Linked DNA regions of Mustela erminea: region 2 is linked to region 1. The links are chromatin contacts, called in public Hi-C maps. All regions are on one chromosome and are shown on one strand. Each heading gives the region's core, a stretch centred on a gene start, on an enhancer-like site or on the middle of the called end of the contact. The rest is flanking DNA. Distances are from core to core; before and after follow the strand shown. Region 1 holds the start of PCBP1 (poly(rC)-binding protein 1). Region 2 has its middle 37 kb from the start of C7H2orf42.

Region 1 (2,817 bases), core at 286-2,785:
CTTCATTTTTTTAGTTATAAACGTTTCCATTTTAAATTAATGGAGGAAATGCATTAAAATTAGGCAGCCGAGGTTTGGACCCGGGGGGGCAGAGCACTCGCTGCGAGGGGAAGGCTGCAGCCAAGACGCACGGGATGGGGATGGGGGCATTCTGGAGCTTTCGGGTCGACCCCAATTTCTCGTTGGCGACAAATCCAGGACACGTGTCGCCATTTTGTGTTCTGGAAACATGGCGGCCACCCCGTGGGGAAGGAAGGGGGGGCGGAGGGACAGCCACGTTAGCCTCTTTCCCTGCGGGATCCTAAAGCACGCTGCGCACACGTCTGTCTGGGTGCCTTCTGTGTCTGGCTTAGCCGAAGTAAAGAGAAACGGACAAATAAACGTACACGAGCCACCCAAACGACTTTTCTTTAGCGAGAAGAACGTGCGATGGCGAACTGCAAGAAAGGCCTTCCAAGATGGCGGGGCCCGACAGGGGCCGCCCCCGAAGAAAGCGGGGCGCGGCGTCTGCACCAAGAGTAGAAAGGCAGAGCGGGAGCTTAAACGGAACGGGGAAAATCGCAAGAACCACCCCCCCGCACTACTCGGGACCCCTAAAAAAATGCGGTTCCCAAGAGGCACACCATTGTCTTAAATGTCTGACAAGACTGCCACAACTAAAAAGACGCTAGGAGGTGGGGTTTCTCTAGATTCAACCGAAAGAAACTTGCAAAATGCAAACAAAGCATTATGTAAATGGACGCCATTCTTTTTTTATGGCCATGTTTTCCAACACTCCCCAGAAATCAAGTGCAGAGCCGCAACTTGGGCGGCGGTAGGGGGGATTTCGGTCTTTTTCCTCACCGGTCGCCGCTGGGGGACCGGGGCAAGGGTGGGGGCTGGCGCGGGGCGCCCGGGCACCGGGGACGAAGGGGCCCCACGTGCCTGCTCGCGCGCGCTCGCGCGCGCGCACCCGCCCCACAAGCCTCGCCTCGCCGCCCCTCCCCCCCGGAAGACCGCCGCTGCCCCTCCCGTCTCCCCACACCCTCGCGCACGCGCTCTAGCCTCCTCACGCGCACGTTTTAAACCCGCGGCGTCCCAGCTGCCGCCTGCAGTTACTGCCGGGGCTGCCCGTGTCGCTCCGCTTCCAAACCCCTTTTGCAAGGCGGGAAAATAACGTTTCAGCCCCATTCACAACACTAACATTTCAAAACATTTGCCAGTGCCGCTTGAGTTAATAAAATGCACGTTGTTTTAAAACCTTGCCGGGCTCACAGCATCTGCCCATCGGGGCTTTATGTTCAACGCTAGGCTGTTAAAAAGAGTTTTTAAAAACTACCATGTGGAGGTTGGCGCAATCTTGTGACCTAAAAAAGACGGGTCCTCATTTTTTTTCAAGGGGTCCTGCGCGGCAAGCACTTCCGGGGTCAGAGGGTACGCGGGGTTGAAAGCGGGCTTCCCGCCCCGCCCAGACCGCCGAGGCTGCCGCCGGAGTCGCCACCGCCGCGCCCTCGCCCACCCGCCCGCCCGCCGCTCCCGGCCCCGCTCGCCCCCTCCGCCGCCGCCGCCTGCCCCTGCGACGACGCCGCGGCCTCCCGCCCGCGCCCGCTCGCTCCCGCGGCCCTCGCTCGCCTCGCGCCGGCAGTTTTGGGCCTACACCTCCCCTCCCCCCGCCAGCCACCAAAGACTTGACCACGTAACGAGCCCAACTCCCCCGAACGCCGCCCGCCGCTCGCCATGGATGCCGGTGTGACTGAAAGTGGACTAAATGTGACTCTCACCATTCGGCTGCTTATGCACGGAAAGGAAGTAGGAAGCATCATTGGGAAGAAAGGGGAGTCGGTTAAGAGGATCCGCGAGGAGAGTGGCGCGCGGATCAACATCTCGGAGGGGAATTGTCCGGAGAGAATCATCACTCTGACCGGCCCTACCAATGCCATCTTTAAGGCCTTCGCTATGATCATCGATAAGCTGGAAGAAGATATCAACAGCTCCATGACCAACAGCACGGCGGCCAGCAGGCCCCCGGTCACCCTGAGGCTGGTGGTGCCGGCCACCCAGTGCGGCTCCCTGATTGGGAAAGGCGGGTGTAAGATCAAAGAGATCCGCGAGAGTACGGGGGCCCAGGTCCAGGTGGCGGGGGATATGCTGCCCAACTCCACTGAGCGGGCCATCACCATTGCTGGCGTGCCGCAGTCTGTCACCGAGTGTGTCAAGCAGATCTGCCTGGTCATGCTGGAGACGCTCTCCCAGTCTCCGCAAGGGAGAGTCATGACCATTCCGTACCAGCCCATGCCGGCCAGCTCTCCAGTCATCTGCGCGGGCGGCCAAGATCGGTGCAGCGACGCTGCGGGCTACCCCCATGCCACCCATGACCTGGAGGGACCACCTCTAGATGCCTACTCGATTCAAGGACAACACACCATTTCTCCGCTCGATCTGGCCAAGCTGAACCAGGTGGCAAGACAACAGTCTCACTTTGCCATGATGCACGGCGGGACCGGATTCGCCGGAATTGACTCCAGCTCTCCAGAGGTGAAAGGCTATTGGGCAAGTTTGGATGCATCTACTCAAACCACCCATGAACTCACCATTCCAAATAACTTAATTGGCTGCATAATCGGGCGCCAAGGCGCCAACATTAATGAGATCCGCCAGATGTCCGGGGCCCAGATCAAAATTGCCAATCCCGTGGAAGGCTCCTCTGGTAGGCAGGTTACTATCACTGGTTCTGCTGCCAGTATTAGTCTGGCCCAGTATCTAATCAATGCCAGGCTTTCCTCCGAGAAGGGCATGGGGTGCAGCTAGAACAGTGTAGGTTCACTTAAAACCCCTTTC
Region 2 (2,736 bases), core at 93-2,592, 52 kb after region 1:
CCCAAGTCTAATATACAGGAGTCCTTCCATTAACACATCCATGACTAAGGCAAAGTTGGGGGAAGCTACCCCTTTTCTGTCTTTTGGAGCCACAAATGCTGCCCTTTATCTGTCACTTAGTCTGGTTTTGCTTTGATACAAATGGCAAGCATGGCCAGAGTGGGGATATGGAGGTGAAGCCCTCAGTGTAATATGCCTTCACACATACCCTATAGAATGGTCCTGAGCATAACATACCCTAGAGAAAGGCTGACTAGGCACTGCCTCTTTCTTGCTAGAACCATGCAACCAAACCTTAGTATGGTCTCCAAGCACACTGGCTCTACCACATCCTTGCTGTGAGGCATGTTATTTAACCTGCTGAACCACAGTTTCCTCTTCTATGCAAAGGGATGATAATTCCACCTGGCTCACAGGACAGGGTGTAGAAATCAAATGAGATGGAAACTTGTGTGAAAAACCTAGCAGGGTCTGTGACACATGCTAAATAAGCATTTTGGGACACATCAGTTTTCCTCCTTCCAGGAGATAGTGTTGCATTCTGTTTACTCAGTTAAACCAGCCTCCTATAAGCTATGGGAGGCTCGCATGTCCTCAGGGATCAGGCCATTCCAAGAAAAATGACTTGGCCACAGCAATGTAATATGAGATGAAGGATCCTGAGAAGGCACAGCAACAAGAGGAAGACAACTGAAGGGTGCCCCAAGACAGTGTGCACCCTGTAGACAGGGGCTCCCAGCAGGAAATCCTGTGGTTCCTCATTAAGTAGTTTCACAGGGGGCTGGCACCCAGGGAAAATTCTAGAAACCACTCCTCCCCAAATTCTGATTAGACCCCAGGTTCAACTCATTAGGTCATGGATGAGCCCTTTGCCCTCTTTCCTTCCAAAGCCACTGCGCAGGTTGTGGAGCGCATAGAAAACGGAAGCCCTGTCTCTTAAAAACCGGTACACGGAACTACACCGTCCCTTAAGGGCACCCAGCGACTAATGCCAGACCCGTGGCAAAAAAGTGGAAATTAATTTTTATATTTTGATTGATCTTCCCTTGTTGAGTAGATCTGTTAAGTGGATGGTGCGATCTGTATCTTACGAAGGACAAAACCGACATTCGAAGATAACTGAATGACTTGCTCAGGGGCTCAGGGAAAACAATAAGCGGGGGGTCGGGATTCAAACCCACGCCTCCGCGCAGGACGCACGTTCTTCCTCTCTCCCCCGAAGGGAGGACCAGCAAGGGGGAGGGCCGGCCAACACTCGGAGGCGGGGGAGGAGGACGGGCTGGGAGGGAGCGGTTACGCCTTCCCCAAAGAGCCGCGCGGTCTGCAGCCGGGGTGCGGCCCGGCCCCACGTGCCCGAGTCCACGCCGCTGCCGGGAGAACGCACCGGTCGCAGCGCGGGCTCGGACCCGCCCCTACGTGGGTGCCAGAAAGTTGGTGCCCGGCCCAAAGGCGGGCCTAGAGGCGCCCGGGACTCCCGCAGCACGTCTGAGAGCGACCCGTGCCCAAGAACGACCTCCTAAGGGCCCCGCGCTGGGCCCGGGGCCGCTTCCCCGGTCCAGACCGCCTCGTCAGCACCTTTTTCAGCCGCCCGGCCTCACAGTGGGTCACGAGGCGGGCGGGGCGCAGTCAGCCGGCGCGCGGCGCCACCTCCTTCCCCTCTCCCTCCCCCGCCCGCCACGTCCCCGGCCCCGCCTCCGAGAGCCAGGCGGGGAACCCCAGTGTCGTCACCACCCTCCAGCACACTCGCCTTCCCGCGCTCTCCAGAAAGGACGCGAAGGTGGTGACGTGTCCCGGCCGCCAGCGAGGCTGCGCAGAAGGCGTCGTCAACAGAACGTGCTGCGGCGCCGCCTGGTGGAAGAAAGAGCGGCCAAACCGGCCGGAAGCGGCGGCGCGGGCGGGAGAAGAACGTGACTGACGTCATCTCGCGGGGGAGGGGGCAACGGGTGGCCGCCGCGTGACAAGCCCCCGCCCGCCGCTACGGGGCGTCTTTCTTTTTCTCTTCCACCTTTCTGTGGAGTGCGGAGTCATTTTTATGCCCATTCTTTTAAGGGTATAACCTTATCTTTTCCGAACTTATCAAAGTAATAGTGTTCGTCATACAAAATTTGGGGAAGAAAAAGGGAAAGGATATGAACAAAATGAATACCAGCATCACACACACCCCTTCATATTTACTTGCAGCCTTTCTGTTACATTAAACAAGCACCATTGGAGCCTCGAGGCTGTTGGAGGGGGGACGGTAGAAGAAGAGAGAAGTGCAAACAATAGGTGAAAGGGTAATAACTACTATGCAGATGAGGACACCGGACTATAGGGCTGAATAACTTGCCCAAGGTCACACAGTTAATAGCGAGTGGTAGAGTCGGGGTTTGAGCCCAGGGCTTAGGAGCAATGAAAAAGTGGTGCTGGAGAGAAGGAAGGAAAAACCCGCGCGGGGAATGTGTGTGGTTACGGACAGACTTTATACTTCTCTGACGCTAGTTGGAACCAGTTCAGAGGAGGCTGGCTAGTGGCTCCAGGCGTTGGAGCAACTTCGTGGGAGCGTGCCATGAAGCAGCGCACAGTAACACGCCGCCTTGAAGTACTTAGGTGCAATGTTCGCTAGTGCTCTAGCAGCCACCACTGACTGCTAGGTGTCATCGACTTCCGGCAAGGCCCTCTCCGACTGGTGGAAGTGAGCGGTGGGAGTCACAGTACCAAGTCAGGTATTGGGTCTTGTTCTCAAAGTGCAGTCTG

What was found. A called contact is a pair of places that touch in the nucleus more often than the background predicts.
Region 2: a Hi-C map of spleen shows a contact between it and region 1, with 7 times the contacts expected there. The contact joins the enhancer-like site here to the promoter of PCBP1 in region 1. A contact is called at or near these places in 3 of 3 Hi-C or Micro-C datasets (fibroblasts, skeletal muscle and spleen).

The regions. Positions count from the first base shown.
Region 1 is chr7:88,510,730-88,513,546 of mMusErm1.Pri, forward strand. It overlaps PCBP1 (poly(rC)-binding protein 1), which reads left to right and starts at 1,536. Exons shown (of 1, transcript XM_032352356.1): 1 at 1,536-2,817. The coding sequence starts at 1,717. The coding sequence ends at 2,787. LOC116595711 (a long non-coding RNA gene) reads right to left here and starts at 837. Exons shown (of 11, transcript XR_004287831.1): 1 at 624-837.
Region 2 is chr7:88,563,104-88,565,839 of mMusErm1.Pri, forward strand. No RefSeq gene overlaps it. Among named protein-coding and RNA genes, the nearest start is that of C7H2orf42, 37 kb to the right of the region's middle. Within about 2 kb of position 1,343, the one cell type or tissue checked has open chromatin away from gene starts, as enhancers often do. A contact at or near this core is called in fibroblasts, where this site is marked.